Linked DNA regions of Mus musculus: regions 2 and 3 are each linked to region 1. Evidence: chromatin contacts called from public promoter capture Hi-C data. All regions are on one chromosome and are shown on one strand. Each heading gives the region's core, a stretch centred on a gene start, on an enhancer-like site or on the middle of the called end of the contact. The rest is flanking DNA. Distances are from core to core; before and after follow the strand shown.

Region 1 (2,925 bases), core at 203-2,702:
AAGTGCTAACCAGCACTGAATCAATGCAAATTTGCATTTCTGAAATTATCTCTCTAGTACCTTCCAACCTGCAGCAAAGTATGTTGTATAGATAGCCTTTACTCCCTCAAGGTGTTCCCTATTTAAAAAGCATCTGAAATGCAAAGACGCCCGTAGGAATTCAGTAGATCATTTTCTGGGTGACAGAATTTGGAGCACCCTAAAAACAAACTTAACTCCCTCACCAAACCACCATCAGGGTTCTGTGGTAAAATTAGAACGTGGTAAAGGAAGAAAGAAAACCAGAAGAAACTAGAAGAATCCAAGGAAGAAAGGAATGCATGAAAGACACAGCACACATATGCACTATTATCAATATGCTGAAAAAAAGTCCCATCAATTTTTGCTTATTTTTTTTAAATGGGGTGAGGAAGATAAGACAAATTACAGAGCCTTCCTCTATCCATAATAGCCCAGGTGCACTTTTCCAAAACTTTATATTAGAACTTGAAATTAAAAGCGTTCAAAGTTTAGTTTTATTAAAGTTTTAAATGTAATTGCTATTCTGGATTCTATCAGCCTCTAAATCCGTAATAAACTACATTGGATAATTTGATCGTTGTAAAATCTTCATCATCTCTTAACAAGTTCTACATGCAAAAACCTCCCAAACCCCTAGGACCAATCCCCCCCACACACCCTGTTCCCAGATCATTAATTTATGAAGGGCATCCTAAACGAGGGTCTATGGACACACAAAGGTGATGTCAACTGCACAGCTGTCCTACAGCACAGGATGAGGTGGCCTGGGCTCAGTTCTCAGATTCATCCCCTCAGGACACTAAAACAATACTGAGAGGAGTTTTCCCTCTGGCTGGTGAAGTCGCGGTCCTCTTATCTGATGCTAGAAGGAAACCCCAACCTTCGCCCGCAGGCCTGCGTATCCTCGGCGTCCTCCCCCCGCAGAGCAGCCCCCTCGCGCCCGCCCCGGCTGCCACCGCCCCCTCCTCCTCCTCCTCCCCGCCGCCAATGACCCGGGAAGGAACTGCCCAGTCCCCGAGTCCCTGGAGAATAAATAGCAGCCCAGAGAGCACCATCGCGCCCCACGAAGCAGGGCTCAGACACAAAGCGCCTCCCGCACGCTCCCCCACCCCCACCAGGCCCGGGCCCTCCCGCACTCCCCGGGCCCGCGCACAGCAACAGGCGCGCAGGCCGCGCGGAGAGCACGGCGGGGAGCGCGCAGCCCGGGAAACTTCCAGAGTCCCGGGGGCAGGGCTCGGGCGGGGCCGCTTACCGGGCTCGGCGGCCTGGCGGGGATTCCCGGGGTGGGCAAAGCGCTCGGCTCCTCTCCGCTGTAGTCGCGGCCCTCGGAGCGCCGTGTGGCGCGAACGCTCACGCGTGGCCGGAGAACCGGAGCCCGCGGCCGGCCAGCCTTGCTGCGCGCGGACCAGCCTCCCGGAGGCCGCGGGGCTGCGGGAAGCCGTGACGCCGGCGGGGCGCGCTGGCCAATCAGGGGCGCGGCCCAGCCGCCGCCGAGATGGAACGACCGGCGCACGGGCCCGGGCCCGCGTGGGTGACGGACAAGCGCGAAGGCGGCGGGGCGTGGGGCAGGCTCCTAAATGTGACTTCCAAAGGAAGTGCCCTTTTTTTAAGTATAGCGTTTCACACATATTGACGCGAGAAATACTTGCACTCCAGTGTTGCTGATATTTTATCAAAAACTTGAATTGGGCTAGGAATGTAGTTTTTGTGTTTTATGCTCCCGGCCCCTGCATTGGTAGTCTCTAGTTGCAGTTCTCCTAGTTCTTGGTGAGGACTGCCCTCTGCATTCGTGGCCTCTTGAGAAACGAGGTGGTCAAGGGAAGTCCTTTTTTGAGAAGTTACTTAGCACATCAAGATGCGTTCTTAGCCTGGTGAGACAATAAAAAGAAAAAAAGCAGCAAACTCCTCCGGGAAAGTGCTCAGAGTTGTCTGCTACTGGGAATTGGGGTGGGAGGGAATGCCCCTTTTCTGTTTTGTGACTTTTACAATTGTCTTTCTGTTGACCTCAGCTCTGGAGTCCCACAGTCTATCCCCAACCCCACACCCATTAAAGAAAATACAGCTCGCTCGCTCTTTTTTCTAAGTCTAATATTAGAGTGAACAATTTAAAACTCTCAGACTTTAAAATACAAGAATTGCGTTGTAATTTTATTTTGTCTAATAAAAAGCGATTTGCGTTTCTCTAACATTTACTAAATATTAAAGGAGGAAGCACGTGAAATGCACAAGAATGAAAGTGTTACCGTTCAATGAAAATTTTTGCTTGCTAATGTGAGTTGATTAAAGTGGATTCAGTGTCTTGGGTGGAGACAACACAGGGCCCAAACCTTCAATTCCCTTGGTTCCGCAAATATGAATCAGCATAGATTTGACATGCAGGAAAATGTGAACTCTGACTGGATGTCTTCAGAATGTGTGGATATGAGTCAGTTCTAGGATTTTTGAAAATGAAGATGTAGTTCGTCTGAGGGACATTTCATCCCATCTTCTCTTCCTCCCACAGTGCATTTGTGGGAATCTGTTCTATCAGGCGTCCCATCTTAAAACCAAACACAAAGGTAAAGAGAAGGGGCTAGGGTTAGGGGTAGGGATGGAGAGGATCTATCCACAGTTCTGTCTCTACCCAGTGTGTTCTTGATCACAGCTGCGCAAGAGACCCTTACTTCTGGGCCTGTCACTGCTCTGACAGTTGTCTTGGTAAGGGCCTTCTACTGCCTAAACTCATGGGGTGTATTTCTCATCTCATAGTTTGTACTGGCTGGTTTTGTGTGTCAACTTGACACAAGCTGAAGTTATCACAGTGAAAGGAGCCTCCCTTGAGGAAATGACTCCATGAGATCCAGCTGTAAGGCATTTATTTTCTCAATTAGTAATCAAGTGGGGAGGACCCATTGTGGGTGGTGT
Region 2 (2,925 bases), core at 226-2,725, 2.1 Mb after region 1:
GATCAGTTATGTTTGCAATGTAACACTCCCTTCTGTGATGTTCCTAAAACACGATGAGCTGATGTGTGTGTGTGGCCCATGATTTGTAACCCCAGTGTTCCGGAGGCTATGGCAGGGGATCCAGAATTTGGGGCCTGATTGGGCTACATAGGGAATTAAAAAACCCCACCCAGACAAAACCAAGAAAGCAAAACAACAACAAAATCACTTCCCTCCAAACAAAAATCTTTCAAATAACAAAACTAAGCCGTATACAATTTAAAAAAAAACTCTCATCTTCCAGGACTGTCAGGCCACACAGAGAAACCCATGGTGGTGGTGAATGTAATCTTATTTATTGTAATTCTCCATTTGATTCCTAAGTAGAGAGGGCTACTTTTGTTTCCTTCAGTTTGTTTTCGAAGCAGTTATCTCTTCTGGCTAAAGCCTTAAGAAGCAAGGAAAACCTTTTAAAAACCAAACAACTGACCTCAAACCAATTAAAGTTTCTCAGCAGTGCAAGAACCAAAGTTTTAATCTATTTGCTCTTAGGACTGTTAACTTTCCAGAGCGAGAGCAGGCGAGAACCCCAACACCTGGTTCAGGCTGATTACAACCAACCCCGGACAAGTTTAGCATAAAAGGCTCATTTTGTATGAACACTTGTGGAAAGAAGGTAGTGGCGGCAGGGATAAAAACCTTTCATCAAAATCCTGCCATTTCGCATTGTTCTTTAGGGAATAGGCTTTCAAAAGCCAAGGAACAAAAGAGGATTTGCTTTTCCAATCCTCTGAAGCGGCTACAGGGCGAACCAAAGCTCTTTATAAATTGTGGGCGAGGAGGGGGAGGGGCTGAAATCTAGCAGAGATGGAGCTCAAGGCGAGGCTCCAAGGCCTTATTTGCCAATGAATCCGGTTCTGCATTATTTGTAATCAAAGACGCTCAGCAGCATCAGAGCACCGACCTACATTCTATCCACCCAAGCCAAAATACAAAAGAAATCGATGGGAGGAGGAGACTGCAGGAGGAGGGCGCTGAGAGTCTGCCACCTGTGCCGAAGCCCAGGCACTCTCCCTGGGGACCCTGGCATCGGCCGCGGTCCTAGCGGGTTTCTCGGGCCGAGAGCCAGCTAAGAAGACGTTTACAGAGCAGGAACAGGCTGCTGCCCTTTTCCGAGGCTGGAAATGTGCACGCCACTCGGTTGCGGGAGTTCTGAAACAAGGAGAAGGCACAGCATGCCGGCGCTGGAGCGCGCATGGGGTGGAACGCGGCCCCGAGCCACCCGTGTGCTTTGCGCACGCGTACCCCACCCCTGGCGCATGCGCAATATACCCCGCCTGCCGCGGGAGCGCGCGCGGTTGCGGGCCGGCGCTTCTCTTCCAGCGCGAGCCCGCGTTCTCTGAGTACGCGCGTATCCTGGAGCTGGGGCTCGGGCGGCGGGCGGGACGCTGGGGACGCGGAGGCGAGGGGCGGGCCTGCCGGGGCGGGGCCAGGGAGGCGGAGAAAGTCGCGGCTGCCCAGAGCCTCGTCGCGTGTTCCGGGCCCCCGGAAGTGGCCGTTGTAAACTTCACCTCGTAGACTTTCTCCATCCTGGCCCTAGAGTCCATCGGCTTTCCCCAGTTGTCACTCTTTCTCCTGAGAGTTGCCTGACCTCCCACTCACCCCGAGACCTGAAGCTGCCTGGGGGTCGTGGGTGTGCAGGCTGGACCACGCGAGTCCGAGGTAACTGCGGGCTGTGGGTGCAATGGTGACTGGCGCCCGGGACCGGGAGGTGCTGAGAGGAGACTGGGCTTGCAGAGAGGACCCGGCTGAGGGCTGCTAGCTGGTGCTGACACGCCTCCAGCTCAGCCTCCAGCCTCCAGCCTCCAGCTCAATGGCCAGGGCTCTCCGCCCACCTTGAGGAAGCCGAGCATCTTCGCTGTACTCCGAGGACCGGTGGGGACTAGAGTCCTCGGAGCTCTTTGGGATCAGTACCCAAGGATCACTTTTTTTTTTTTCGTGTTTTACCTTCATTTTATTTAAATGCCTACCACACTTTAGGCACCCTACAAACGTTTGATAAGCAAAACAATGAGTTATGCAACTTCTGCCTACCACCCACCTTGGGACTTAGAAAAGTCAGCTGTGAGTTTAAAGCTGAATTTTGCGTACAAGCACACACCCCCCCCCCTTTGACTTTTTAATCATTTACGATATTCATATTAATCAAATACATAACTTAGAGACGATATCAAACAGCTTCTAAGATTTTGCACGTTGATGTTTTATACTTTTCCTAGTATTGGAGAAATGAAACTACCGTTTTGTTATTTGTATTTATCAGTGCTTAGTAACGACCAAACTGTGATAGAGCCGGAAATGCAATCCTTTCCAGTTAAAGGCAGAGGAATGCAGGCAGTGCAGCGGGATTCTAGGGAAAGTGAAGGCGGCTGTTTTAGCTTGGAGCTTGTGTGTAAATCCTGGCTCAGCCATTTATTAGCTGTGACAGGCAAATCACCTGTCGCCTGGACCTTAGGTTCTTTATGTCAAATAAGCAGAGTGGGCTTAGTCTTTCAGGCTCCGTTTACTTTTTGTTTGTTTGAGTTTCTTTGTCTTAGGCGTGTTTTATGGACAGAATCACACATCTCCTTCACCTCTCTTCTTTTTTCAGAGATGGGATGAAAGGTGGTTGAGACTGAACAAGAATCATGGGCACAAAAGTGTTCTGCTATTTGAGCTGCACTCAGCTCTGAAGTGCCCCCTTGCCAAATGAACCGTGTAACTGCTGATAGTCCCACACAGGTGTCACGACTAATGAATGCAAAGCTGCATAGACAAAAAAAAAAAAAAAAAAAAAGTGGATTTAGTGTTAGGGAATCAAGCCCTTTCCTCTCGATGAGTAAAGAAAAAAAAAAATAGCATTTGGTTAGACACCCAAACTGAGAAGGTAGTGGAAGTGCTGTGACA
Region 3 (2,925 bases), core at 217-2,716, 2.0 Mb after region 1:
TTTAGAACATGAGTCTATTTTTGAGTTTATCTAATAACCTTCTTTAAGTCTTATCTATAGTATTCTGAACCTTGACACCATTATAAACTAACAAAAAAAACCTATTTTTTTTTTCCTGAAAATGGAGCTCGGCTGTTTAATGTAACATCTTGAGCCCTTAGGACTTCTCCAGTTAGGTTAATCCAGTGTCCGGTCTACTTCTCCCTTTGGCTATGGAGAACAAAAAATGGAAAACAACATCTTCAAGGTCATAAAGCCAAAGACTGTGAATCTAAAGATCCAAATGAGCCGCCAACTGCAAATCGGTACGAAGCAACCTAAACCACAGCTGACATGCAAGGGCTTGGAGTCTGCATTTTTCGTTGACGCTTTGTATTTTGTTCAAAATTCCAAATTTTAAGGAAATGTCATGATTTCAACTCACAAAAATCCTACTTGATGATTTCGCCTCAATGAAACGTTAATTGAATGTCATCCCCAAAAACTGCTATATAGAACACCTGTCAGAGACTCAAAAAGGGAAACCGCCGCGGATATGAAGGAAAACCTAGAATTTTACAATTGTACGTGAGTATACAGAAAAAAAAAAAAAGAAAGAAAGCTAAAATGAAAGGTTCCAAGTAACGGTAAAGAGAAAAGGAGAGGAAGGACTGAAAGGAAGCCGAGAAGAAACGATGGGAGGCAGGCCGCACCGCTACACCGGGGCTACAAATCACTTACTCGAGCTGGCCAATGAGGATAACCTTTCATCTTGGCGAAGATGAGGTCTCCAGGTTTGAAATCGCGAGTCATGTTTGAGGGGCGACGCCGGGAGTCCCAAGACCAGAAGGGGGAGCAGCGCAGCCGCGATCAGGAGATGCGAGAGCACAGACGCGAGCTGGGACTGGCGGGCCCGCGGGCGGGGGAGGATGCCTCGGGGTGTCCCGACGCGCCTGCGAGGGACAGCAGGGAGGGCGGTTAAAGCGCAAACCCCAGGGAGGGGCCGCGGGGAGGAGGGCAGGGGGAGGGGAGGCGGCGGAGGGGGAGGGGGAGCCGCCTGCGCGCCTCCTCGGACAGAGCGCGGCCTCGGCCCCGAGCAGCGCCGGGGCCTGCGGTCGCGGCCACCTGAGGCAGGGATGCTGCCCGCCACCCGGCCGCCGGCCTCCCACCCCGGCGCTCCCAGGGCTTTTCCCACGGGCCGCAGCCCACGAGGGAGGGGCGCGGCGGGGAGAGGAGGGAGGCTGCGAGCGCGGCCGCCCGCTTCCCATCCGCGCCGAGCGGGGGCGGGGCGGCTCTCACCTGCCGGGCGGCGGCGCTGGGGCTGCGGGGCGCGCTGGCCGCTCCTGCCCACGTCCACGCCGGCCACCTGCGCCACCAGCTGCCGCAGAGGCGTCTCAACGGCTCCGAGCTGCAACCGCCACCGCCACCGCCACCGCCGCCGATGTCGCTACGCCGCTCCCGCGCGGCTCCCGCTCGGCGCCCGCTAGCGCTGGGCCGTACCAAGTGCTCGCGCAGGCACGGGTGGCGCTACAGCCGCCGAGCGTCGTGGCTCGGGAGCTGAGGGCCTGAGTCCCCTAGAGCCCACAGGTGCCCCTGGTTGCGACCAATTGCAAGCAGATGCCGTGGGAGGGGAGGGAGAGGGGAGGCCCGGAGAGAGGCACGCGGGAGCTGTCCCTCTCCTCCACCCCCCCCACGGCTGGCACAGTGGTCGCGCCCGGCCCGCCCCTGCTGGCTGCTCTGCGTGTGTGTATTTGTATGTGTACTGTATGTAAAAGACGGGGAGGGAGGAAACGATTGTTGTGGACCCGGTTTGGGGGCGGGTATCCGGGCCTGTAGCCCACGGCTGCATGTTTAAGAGAATGTGGCAGCCCAAGGTGCTTGTTCTCGCATCCTTCTCCTTGGTGCGAGTACTGTAGTGCTCCTGCGCAGTTTACATCATCCCCAAAATGAAGAGCTGTGCAAAATCCCAGAGATGAAATTGGAATATGAAGCAGTTGCAGGGTGTGCACCTTGTAGGCCTCTTACACCTCGCAGAATGGGCTTTGCAGTCTCCTTTTCTTGGGACTGAAACATGAGAAAGCCCTATTTCATTTCCCTGATATTTCAACCGCGGAGAACCGTTAACGAAAACACAATCCCATTGAATGCAAAACGTCAAGGATATAAAACAATGACAGAGAAAGCGTAGTTAGCTTGTTAGTTAGGATGTGGATTTGGGCCCAATCTAAATTTTAGCCCTGCACTTAAAATTCTATTTCCCTAGAAAAGTGATATATATGGTGGTAGGTGATACAGGAGAGAAGAGTTACTAACACCTAAATATTTCATCATTTAAAATTCTCTTAAAGGGTATTTAAAGGTGAACTTATTTTTGATCCTTTAGCCAGTGGATGCTTTTAATATTTTGTAATACACCTTCTGAAATGGGTTGACTTTTACGATCTTTACTCTAGCAGAACTAATATTATTTATCCATTAACATCCAGGTTCCCAATAAGTAAGGATGTGGCAAATTAGAAGACATTAAAGTATTAAGAAAAAATAAGTCTTTTGTTTCATCCTTCATTGAATCTCTCCAAAATCCTGTTTAGAATAGAGCACTGTTTGGTGTTGAATATACAGCTAGGAACAAGATTAGGTATTTCCTATATCAAACAGGCTAAAAATATTAAAGATATTAAGAATATTAAAATGTGTAAGCAATAATACTGCTTTAAATAAAGACTCACAGCTGAGACTCAGGAAGAGCTTTGTTTGAATAGGCAAAAATTCAGGGCTTTATTTATAAAAGGAATATTGCATGTCTTTAAAAGGAAATCTGGCACCCCAATGTTAAATGCCTAGCAAGCAGGCCACTGTAGATGTGCATCGTGCAGAGGGCTCCGCATGGAGCTAAAAGAAAGAAAGGAAATTATTGGTGATATGTCTTCAAGCTTCTCACCGTGA

Evidence for each region. Promoter capture Hi-C pulls out the DNA fragments that hold promoters and counts their contacts.
Region 2: a promoter capture Hi-C map of hippocampal neurons shows a contact between it and region 1, with 2.2 times the contacts expected there. The contact joins the promoter of Ccdc171 here to the promoter of Mpdz in region 1. A contact is called at or near these places in 1 of 39 promoter capture datasets (hippocampal neurons) and 1 of 115 datasets of contacts at active chromatin or transcription factors (astrocytes).
Region 3: a contact with region 1 is called in a promoter capture Hi-C map of hippocampal neurons, with 2.4 times the contacts expected there. The contact joins the promoter of Psip1 here to the promoter of Mpdz in region 1. A contact is called at or near these places in 2 of 39 promoter capture datasets (hippocampal neurons and liver) and 1 of 115 datasets of contacts at active chromatin or transcription factors (astrocytes).

The regions. Positions count from the first base shown.
Region 1 is chr4:81,441,363-81,444,287 of GRCm38.p6, forward strand. Mpdz (multiple PDZ domain crumbs cell polarity complex component) reads right to left here and starts at 1,453. Exons shown (of 47, transcript NM_010820.3): 1 at 1,274-1,453.
Region 2 is chr4:83,524,070-83,526,994 of GRCm38.p6, forward strand. It overlaps Ccdc171 (coiled-coil domain containing 171), which reads left to right and starts at 1,476. Exons shown (of 26, transcript NM_001355378.1): 1 at 1,476-1,701.
Region 3 is chr4:83,484,997-83,487,921 of GRCm38.p6, forward strand. It overlaps Psip1 (PC4 and SFRS1 interacting protein 1), which reads right to left and starts at 1,467. Exons shown (of 16, transcript NM_133948.6): 1 at 1,279-1,467; 2 at 721-932. The coding sequence starts at 792.